2 separate regions of the Sus scrofa genome follow, and region 1 is linked to region 2. The links are chromatin contacts, called in public Hi-C maps. All regions are on one chromosome and are shown on one strand. Each heading gives the region's core, a stretch centred on a gene start, on an enhancer-like site or on the middle of the called end of the contact. The rest is flanking DNA. Distances are from core to core; before and after follow the strand shown. Region 1 overlaps KCP (kielin/chordin-like protein). Region 2 has its middle 11 kb from the start of TNPO3.

Evidence for each region. Hi-C and Micro-C count contacts between places; a contact is called where the count stands out from the background.
Region 1: a Hi-C map of alveolar macrophages shows a contact between it and region 2, with 5 times the contacts expected there. The contact joins two enhancer-like sites. A contact is called at or near these places in 3 of 5 promoter capture datasets (fetal skeletal muscle and liver), 29 of 47 Hi-C or Micro-C datasets (adipose tissue, alveolar macrophages, blood and 15 more) and 2 of 2 datasets of contacts at active chromatin or transcription factors (alveolar macrophages and skeletal muscle).

What each region holds. Positions count from the first base shown.
Region 1 is chr18:19,722,487-19,727,339 of Sscrofa11.1, reverse strand. It overlaps KCP (kielin/chordin-like protein), which reads right to left. Exons shown (of 43, transcript XM_013990798.1): 12 at 2,970-3,063; 13 at 2,781-2,860; 14 at 2,607-2,700; 15 at 2,150-2,235; 16 at 1,994-2,075; 17 at 1,593-1,745; 18 at 1,397-1,503; 19 at 1,222-1,315; 20 at 411-584; 21 at 190-272; 22 at 1-60. Among named protein-coding and RNA genes, the nearest start is that of ATP6V1F, 32 kb to the left of the region's middle. Within about 2 kb of position 2,614, at least 2 of the 83 cell types and tissues checked have an H3K27ac peak or open chromatin away from gene starts, as enhancers often do. A contact at or near this core is called in alveolar macrophages, where this site is marked.
Region 2 is chr18:19,558,834-19,563,919 of Sscrofa11.1, reverse strand. No RefSeq gene overlaps it. Among named protein-coding and RNA genes, the nearest start is that of TNPO3, 11 kb to the left of the region's middle. Within about 2 kb of position 1,874, at least 10 of the 83 cell types and tissues checked have an H3K27ac peak or open chromatin away from gene starts, as enhancers often do. A contact at or near this core is called in alveolar macrophages, where this site is marked.

The DNA of each region.
Region 1 (4,853 bases), core at 1,365-3,864, 160 kb before region 2:
GGCTGGCTCTGGACACAGCAAGGGCGGGCAGCGGCGGGCCAGGCACTGCACATTGCCACTCTGCAGACAGACCGATGGACCAGGCCAGGCCACCCCTTCCCACCCATGCCTCGGTGGACCTCTCCCGGTCTCCCAAAGTCCCACCCCTCCGCCCCTGGACTCTTCCTCCCATCCAGGTGGCAGACTCACCAGACAGCGACACAGGCGGCAGGGGTCAGAGGGGTGGGGGAAGTCTGCTCCATTGGGGTACTCCTTCCCACCAAAGGCACAGCCTGGGGGAGGGGGCAGCTATCGGCTGGGGAGAGGCCCTCCCCTGCCCCCTTCCCCAGGGCATGCCACCCTCCCAGCCCTAGTGCCTAGGGATAGGGCCAAGCCATCCCGAGGATCCCCCACCCTCCCATTCACCTCACCATTGCAGTTGTGCTGGCAACAGGGACCAGGCAGAGGGTGGGCACAGGAGGCCGTGGGGCAGACCCGAGGTTGACAGTGGGCCTGGCCTTCCTGACACTGGCATTCCTGGCAGGGGTCTCGGGGGTGGGAGAAGCGCTCCCCATCCACAAACACTTGTTTCTCCAGGACACAGTCTGGGCAGTGGGGGTGGGTGGTTGGGGCAAAGACCAAGAGTGCAAGGAGCAGGCTGACAGCCCCTTTGCCCTTGAGTCCAGAGCCACTGCAGAAGTGCCACTTGGAAGCTGTCTCCATGGAGGGAGACGAGCATATGTATCTCTCTGAGCATACCCGTGTGTGTGTGTGCGTGCACGCGTGAGCATTTGGTCCCTTTACCCTCAGGCAGATGTGTGTGCCCCTGCGGTTGAAGAGCTAAAGGGCTCATGCATGTGTGTGCCCGTGTTTGTGCGACTTGCCCTGCCCACTCTCGGTGCAGGGCCCCCAGCATCCCGGCTCCCCGTCTCTCCAGTAGAAAACCTGAACATTGGTTGCGAGCACCAGTGGCACACAGGTAGGTAGAGGCGGTGGAGGCGGTGGGAGAGGAAGTGTCGGAGGCGGGGAGGGTGTTGCAGCAACAGGAAGGGACACACTGACCTCTACCCTCTCCCACCCACACCCTGCCAGTTCCGGAGAGTGCCAAGCTGGGTCACATTGAAAGCAACTCAGAAGGCCGTTGCTTTCTAAGGTATGCACTGGGCCCATGGGGCCATGGAATGGCAGGATCTAGCCACCACCCCCCACTCCCGCCACCAGACAGGTGCAGCAAGCACATACCTGGGCACCTGGGGCAGCACTGGCCGGGTCCTCTCTGGGGCCTGGCACAGGTTGTGGGAGGGCAGTTGACCAAGGAGCACGTGACGGTCCCATCCTGGGAGCGGGTAAAAGGGCAATGGGGGTGGGTCCCGGGAGGAGGGGCTCAGCAGGGCAGCGGCAAGCCCCGGGGTGGTACCTCGCAGCGGCACGCGTGGCAAGGACTATCTGCATCTGTGAAGTTCTGCCCATTGGCATATACTTGGCCATGGTAGGTGCAGCTCTCACAGCTGGGGCAGCAGGCGCCTGGGTGGGGCAAGTGGATCAGAGCCCAGCCAGTCAGGGTGGGCTGGGCAGAGCAGGGGAAGAAAGCTAGATCAGGACGGGGTACTCACCAAGGGGCCGGGTAGGGTGCTGGCAGGGGGCTGGGGAGCAGAGCAAAGCCCTGCACATGGGCACCCCAGCCTGACAGGAGCAGGCCATGCAGGGCTGACCATCAGGCTCCCACTGGACCCCCTCGGCAAACTCCTCGCCATCAAGCACGCAGGCTACGCAAGGAGAGGCTGTCACCATGGCAACCCAGACACGTCCACCCATCCCTGTCCTTCGCACACCACAGCACCCTTCCCAGGCCCCTCCCTGGCTTTGCCACCCCCATGGCAGCCTCTGAACACACTCGGGAATGGCCGGTGGACTCCCCAGCAGCCCCCTGCCCCCGCTGTGAAGGAGAACTCCTCCATCTCTAGCCCCCGGACACAGCACCCTTTCCTGATGGCCCCCCCTCCAACACACACACCTGGGCAGAGCTGAGGGCCAGAGTCAGGCAGGGCACAGGGGGCCACTGGGCACTCCCGCTCCTCACAGGAGACCTCGCCGGCCTAGGAGGGAGGCTGGGTGAGAGGCCCTCCAGGGACGAGACAGGTCTGGGCCATGAGACGGTGAGTCTGCCTACCTGACAGGTGCAGTGGACACATCGGCCACTCTCTTGGAGTCTGAAGGTCTCCTGGCTCTGATACTGGTGTCCCTGGTACTCACAGCCTGGACAGGATGACAGAGGGACTGGGGGACAGGGCTGGAGGCCGACGGGGAAGCCTCATGGCACCCGAGGCATCCACCCCCAACCCCGACAAAGGACAGTCACCGTGTGTGTCTTCCACTCGGCCGGCCTCCCCGACCCCCCGGAGCAAGGGCTGGCCACAGTGCCCTGTGTGCCATGAGGCAAGGTGAGGACCCATCCCTCACCCTCACCTGGGGTGACCGTGCGGAGGTTTAGAAATAGTTTCCCCGGTACTTTAGTTCAAGGGGGCTTCCTGGAGGAACAGTGGAAGCAACTCCCTCCCCGCAGACCTGGAACCTCTCTTGGGCCAGTGTCTGCCCCTCCTCCCTGGTGATGCGAGCCCCTGACTCACCATCACAGACTGGGCAGCACTTCCCAGGGATCCTGCCTGGGTATCTGCAGGGCGTGGCTGGGCAGGGCAGAGGCTCACACTGGACACTCCCGTTCTGCCAACAGGACCTGGTCAGCACAGGAGAGGCAGGCCCAGAAGCCGGGCCCTCCCTGCCAGGCAGGCAGCCACACTCACGGCACAACGGCAGTGCGAGCAGGGGTCCCCAGAGCCCACGGGCTCCCCGCTGCGGTACTCCTGCCCGTTTAGGAAGCAGCCTGTTGGGAAGAGGGTGCTTTAACCCCTCTTCAGGGCCCCCTACCACCCCATGTGCTGGCCTTCGTGGGAGGCTTTCCGAGCCCCTCCAGGCCCCACCCCCTGACTCACCATCACACACGGGGCAGCAGGTGCCCGGGAGGGGCCGGGCAGGGTACGGGCATAGGCTGGCACATTCGTGCTGGCGGCACCGGATGTGGCCTTCCTGGTAGGGGGCAGAGTGGGTGGGGGGAGGGATGGCCGTCAGAGCTCAGCAAGTGGCAGAAACAGCATTTGAGTCCCATCGAATAAGTCCCATACACTTATTAGATGTGATGGGTTGTGTCCCCGTTCAAATCCTTATGCTGAAGTGCTGACCCGCAGTACCTCAGGGCGTGACCTTTAAATAGGCTCATAGCAGATGAGGTCAGGCTTAATGCAATGACTGGTGTCCTTGTGAAAAGAGGAAATTTGGACATGGACACACACACTCACAAAGGGAGAGCAACAGGCGAAGATGTTGGCAGAGGCCAAAGGATGCCAAGGATGGCCAGGCACCCACCAGAGCTCCTGGAACAGATGCTCCCTGACAGCCCTCAGGAGGGACCAGCCCTGCTGACCTCTCACTCTTGGACTTCTTCCTCCAGAACTATGAGATAATTCATTTCTGTTGTTTAAGCCACTCTGTTTGGGGTAATTTTTTTTTTTTTTACAGCAGCCCTAGAAACTAATAAACATGTATAACTTAGCATGTCACTTAATGTCCCTAGGCCTCAATTTACTCATTAAAAAAAGAGAGAGAGAGAGAGAGACAGGAGTTCCCACTGTGGCTCAGTGGCTTAAGAACCCGACTAGTATCCATGAGGATGCGGGTTCAATTCCTGGCCTCGCTCAGTGGGTTAAGGATCTGGTGTTGCCGTGAGCGGTGGTATAGGTTACAGATGAGGCTCAGATCTGGCGTTACTGTGGCTGTGGCATAGACCAGCAACTGTAGCTCTGATTCAACCCCTAGCCTGGGAACTTCCACATGCTGCAGGTGTGGCCCTAAAATATTTTTTAATTAAAAAAAAAAAAGAGAGAGCAAGGAGATCCTGCTGAATAGCATTGAGAACTTTGTCTAGATACTCATGTTGCAATAGAAGAAAGGGTGGGGGAAAAAAATGTAACTGTAATGTATACACGTAAGGATAACCTGACCCAATTGCTGTACAGTGGGAAAATTTAAAAAAAAATAAAAATAAAAAATAAAAAAATAAAAAAATAAAAAAGAGAGAGAGACAATAATAGTCCTGTCCTCATAGCCTTGTTATGGGGATAAGTACATGCTTGGCCGCCACCTCTGAAAGCTAGCAGCTGACGAATGGTAGCTGCTGCTCCTTCCCATGGTCCTTCCCAGACAGACCCATCCCTGGAGTTCATACCTACACCTGAGCTCAATACCTCCAGCCCCTAAGTGTCTGGGCAGCCAGTGACTCTGCTCACAGGTGGGGGGTGCGGGGGTGTCAAGATGAATGGGGGAGGGGAAGCACATGGCTGCCAAGGCACTGGCTGCCCCATGGCCTTCACCATGGAGTCCTTAGTCCTTGGCAAGGCGTCAGGAAGCTCTGTGGCTCTGGCTTCAGCTCCCGTGAACCACTGCCCTCCTGGACATGCACCCTGCCTGGACCCTGGGCCTCCATGTCCCTACCTTTCTCCTCCAGGCTTTGCCTTGACTCCTCCCTACACCTGGGGTCTCAGCCCATTCAGGCTACTGCAATAACATCCCATAGACCGGGTGGCTTATAAACAACAAAAATTTAGTTCTCACAGTTCTGAAGGCTGGGAAGTCCAAGATCACGGTGCAAGGTGTCTCACGGTCTGGTGAAAGTCCCAATCCTGGTTCATTAATGGCTTGTGTCCCCACATGGTGGAAGGGGGCAAGAGAGCTCTCTGGGGCCTCCTTTATCAGGGCACTAATCCCACTCAGGAGGGCTCCACCCTCATGACCTAATCACCCCAAAGGCCCCCACTTCCTAA
Region 2 (5,086 bases), core at 625-3,124:
TGCACACATCATAAATATACAGTTCAATCAATTTTCACAAGATGAGCACATCCATATAACTAGCATCCAGATAAAAAAATAGAACATTTTTAGCATTTCCCTAATGCCCCCTCATGCTTCCCTCCAGTCACAACTCACCTCCAAGGGACCTGCTATTTTGACTTTTAACATCATAGATTAATTTTGTCTGTTTTTGAATTTTGCATAAAAGGAGTCAAACAATGTATAATCGTGTATATGACTTCTGCTGAACATTGTGAAATTGATGTATCTTGTTTCACGTGGTTCATTCTCACTGTGTAGTATACGATTGATTGTAGAAATAAGCCACAATTTATCTACATTATTGATGGTAGACATTTGGGGTATTTCCAGTTTGGGGTTATTATAAAAATGTTTCTGGAGTTCCCATCGTGGTGCAGCAGAAATGAATCCGACTAGGAACCATGAGGTTCCGGGTTCAATCCCTGGCCTCACTCAATGGGTTAAAGATCTGGTGTTGCCATGAGCTCTAGTGTAGGCTGGCAGCTATAGCTCTGGTTAGACCCCTAGCCTGGAAACCTCCATATGCCACAGGTGTGGCCCTAAAAGGACAAAAGACAAAAAGAAAAAAAAAATGTTTCTAACAAAGTCCTATCATATAGCACAGGGAACTAGATTCAATACCCTGTAATAGGGAGTTCCCGTCATAGCACAGTGGAAATGAATCCAACTAGTATCCATGAGGATGCAGGTTCGCTCCCTGGTCTCGCTCAGTGGGTTAAGGATACAGCATTGCCATGAGCCATGGTGTAGCTCACAGTCGAGACTTGGATCCTTGTAGGCCGGCAGCTGCAGCTCCGGTTCGACCCCTAGCCTGGGAATTTCCGTAGGCCGAGGGTGTGGCCCTATTAAAAAAAAAAAAAGAAAAGAAAAAAATACCCTGTAATAACCTATAATGGAAAAGAATCCGGAAAAGAATATATTGATGTATAACTGAGTCACTTTGCTGTACACCAGAAACTAACTCAACATTGTAAATTAACTACACATCAATAAAAAAAAATAAAACTTCTATGAACATTCTTCTGCATAGCTTTTGGTAAATATAAGTACACATTTCCGTTGGCTTTATAACTAAGAGGGGAATTGCCAGGTCATAGGCTTGTTTAACTGATTCTGCCAAACAGATTTCCAAAGTGTTGTATGTACTAATTTGCATTCCCATCAGCAATGTGTGAGAGCTTCCGTTGCTTCATGTTCTTGGCAACATGGCATATGGTTGTTCATTTTAGTCATCCTGGTGGGTGGGTAATGGTATTGCCTTGTAGTTACAATTTACAGCTCCCTGATGACTAATGAAGTCAAGTTCCTTTTCATGAGCTTATCAGCCGTTTGGTTGGGCTCTCTTCTTTTGTCAAGTGCCTATTCAACACTTTTAGGCAAACAATTTAAAGCCTAAATTTACCTACCTGAGTGATAAAAGCATTGTCCAGTATTCAATTTCATCCCCCAAAAGCATGTTCTATTCATGGCTATGTTGAGAGATGGCCCTTACGTACTTGTGTGGTTTTTACATGATGTCATTTAGTTAATATAAGCACCCTGAAAAAGCAGAAGGCTGAGGTTATGCTTGTTTTACAGAAGAGGAAGCACTCTCTGAGAGATTGGGACAGGCTCAAAATTAGAGGCAGAACCAAGAGCCCCCATCAAGGTTTTGCTCTTTCCTGGCCAGGTGCTCATTCCATTACAGTGGTTTAATCTCCCCACCTGTTTATTTTTTATTTTATTTCATTTTTTGTCTTTTGTCTTTTTAGGGCGGCACCCACACCACATGGAAGTTCCCAGGCTAGGGATCCAATCAGAGCTACAGCTGCCAGCCTACACCACAGCCACAGTCATGCCAGAGCCGAGCCGAGTCTGTGACCTACACCACAGTTCAGGGCAACACTGGATCCTTAACCCACAGAGCGAGGCCAGGGATCGAACCCGCAGCCTCATGGTTCCTAGTCGGATTCGTTTCTGCTGAGTCATGATGGGAACTCCTCCCTACCTGTTAGAGCAAGTATTTGGTATCACCCTCTCCTTTTACTACAATGAAATTATGTCTATAGATAATTTTAAAAGATAATCATTATGTTTCCCCTATGGTATAAAGGAGAAACAAAAGAATAATGGTTGGTTAATTACAACAAAACTAATCTACTAAGAGTATAATTGCAAATGAAATAATAACAAATGCTTGAGCACAACTACACTAACATGCAATGAAATAATAGTTACTTAAAGCAGACTCACTGTAAATTCAAACAGCTGCAAATAAAGACAAAGGCAAACGGTTGCATGGACCACTCTAATCCCACACATTGCTGCCCCTGACATTATTTCCCAAATGGGTGAACAACTTTAGGTAAAATTTTGAACAAAACAGAGTACAATCATCCCTTAACTAACATCCCTTCACTTGCATTCCTGAGAAAGCCACTGTATTTTTAAACGGCGTAAAACGTATTTTGTGCTTATATACAAAAGAGCAGGTTTTAGACATAATTATAGACAGTTTTTCAGCTACTTGAATATCAGAGGAGTCGTTCAAAAGTTGGACAGGATGCAGGACAATTTTTCATTGTGCTGCATTGTCACGCTCACTGCAGGCAGGGTAACTTAGCAAGCTTGGCCCATTCCCTCTAAAGTAATGAGGTCCTACTGTGCGACACTGGGAACTCTATCCAATCTCTTGGGGTAGAACATGATAGAACACAGTATGAGAAAAAGAATGTGTGTGTGTGTGTGTGTGTGTGTGTGTGTGTGTGTATGACCAGGTCACTTTGCTGTACAGCAGAAATTGGCATAACATTGTAAATCAACCATACTTTAATTTTTTAAAGTAAAAAGTAAATAAATAACAGATGGCGGCAGTGTCACCTAATTGTTGTGACAATCCAGAACTCCTTGAAGCAGGACTGCTCCTCCTGAGAGCTATACTGCGTGCTCTGGACAGCACAGCCCACGCCTGAAATAAGGAATGTGACCAAGGAGCTGGGCTTTGGACTGGGAAAGGTCCAAGTTCTGCCATCAGCCATTCACCCTCTGTAAGACTTGAGCAAAGTCACTTCATATCTCTGAGCCCCGGGTCTCCAGCTACGAGGCTGGCCTCGGCCTCCTGCAGCAGCAGCAGCGTCTCTGTCTCCCTGAACCTGTGTCAGGCTGGATGGAGAGCGATCCCTCAGTCCACTCCCACCCACCCTGCCCAGGGAGGCAGCACTTTGCAAGGTTGACCAGTTACTCCTGCACATAGTGCTTTGGCTCTTTCCCAGTCCCTGTTGATAAATATGTTCAGCAGCACATTGGTATGGAAGATGTTAGCACAAATTCTCAGAAAAGAAGCATCAAAATACATCTACTGCCTCCATAGAAAATACTCCTTAAGGGCTTTGCTATTGAAAAGATACACTATTCGACACTTTCCCACGTCTCCAAGAATTACCTCGTGGTGGCCAAATCTTGCTACATATAACACCTTCCCCTTGAGATAGCAACTACAGGCCTTGCTAGCACTGCTTTTTGGAAATTGGTGATAACTGGACTGCTTGAAAAATAGAAATCAAATTAGTGAGTGGTATGACAGTAGATTCAAAAGTATTATTAGAGCTTAAATGCAAAGGCACAGAGGGCAGAATACAAAGACTATCTGAATATATATGGACTATGCTAGAGAATAGGTTTTTTAATTATTTTTATTTTTATTTTATTTTTTTGTCTTTTTGCCATTTCTCGGGCCACTCCCGAGGCACATGGAGGTTCCCAGGCTAGGGGTCAAATCGGAGCTGTAGCTGCCAGCCTATGCCAGAGCCACAACAACGCGGGATCCGAGCCGTGTCTGCAACCTACACCACAGCTCACGGCAACACCAGATCCTTAACCCACTGAGCAAGGCCAGGGATCGAACCCACAACCTCATGGTTCCTAGTCGGATTTGTTAACCACTGCACCACGACAGGAACTCCAGAGAATAGGTTTTCTAAAATAAATAACATGCGGTATAAAATTAACCTGTGTCAAAGATTTTATTCAACTCATTAGTTGATTCAAAAAACCAACAAAATGTTAAAAGCAATTCAAATGAGATTTTAGCACACTAGACTACCAATTTTTACAGTTCTGTGAACAGAAATCATTTGCATAACTATGGACCAGAAGCGTTTGTATTCCTCTCAATTTTCTATAGCTCAACTCTACAGGTCATTTTACAAAAACCAAACAACTACCTTAGTATTAGTTTTCTAGCGTTTGTATTCCTCTCAATTTTCTATAGCTCAACTCTACAGGTCATTTTACAAAAACCAAACAACTACCTTAGTATTAGTTTTCTATCTCTGCTATAGCAAATTACCAAAAAACTTGCTGGCTTAAAATAACAAACAGATTTCTCTTACAGTTTCATTTAACTTACAGTTGGAGGGCAAAAGTCCAGAATGGGTTTCACTTGGCTGAAATCAAGATGTCAGCAATGCTATGCTTTTTTCTAGAGCCCCTAGGGGGGAACTCGTTTCTTTGTTTTCTCTGCCTTCTGGAGGTCACCCCCATTCTTTGGCTCCTGAGCTCCTTCTCTCATCTTCAAGGCAGCAGGGACAGGTTGAGTCTTTTTCACTCTGCGGCACCCTGGGTTCTCTGATTACATTGTCAGATATTTTTCTTTGACTCTGACTCTCCTGTCTCCCTCCTTCAATTTTGAGGACCGTGTGGATCGTACAAGGCCCACCTCGATAATCCAGGAGAGTCTTCCCACCCCAAGATCCATCAACTGTGCAAACTCCTCTAAGAATCAGATAATCCCTGAAAAGCCCACGGAAGACCACAGCCTGCAGTCCACTGAAAGGACCCAGTCCACTAAAAGGATGCCCAATAAGCTCTCCTGCCCTTTTCCCAGTCTTGAAAAAAGTTTCCTGATGATGCCAAGTCTCCTAACAAGGATGACTATGCAACACACAAAATCAGGCAGCCCCTGAGTGAGGAACAGCTGGCCCTTTCATCATGACAGGGTCACTATCCCTACCTCGCTGATTTGGCCCCTGCTAGCTTGTGAGTTTTCTGATCCTGGTTACTG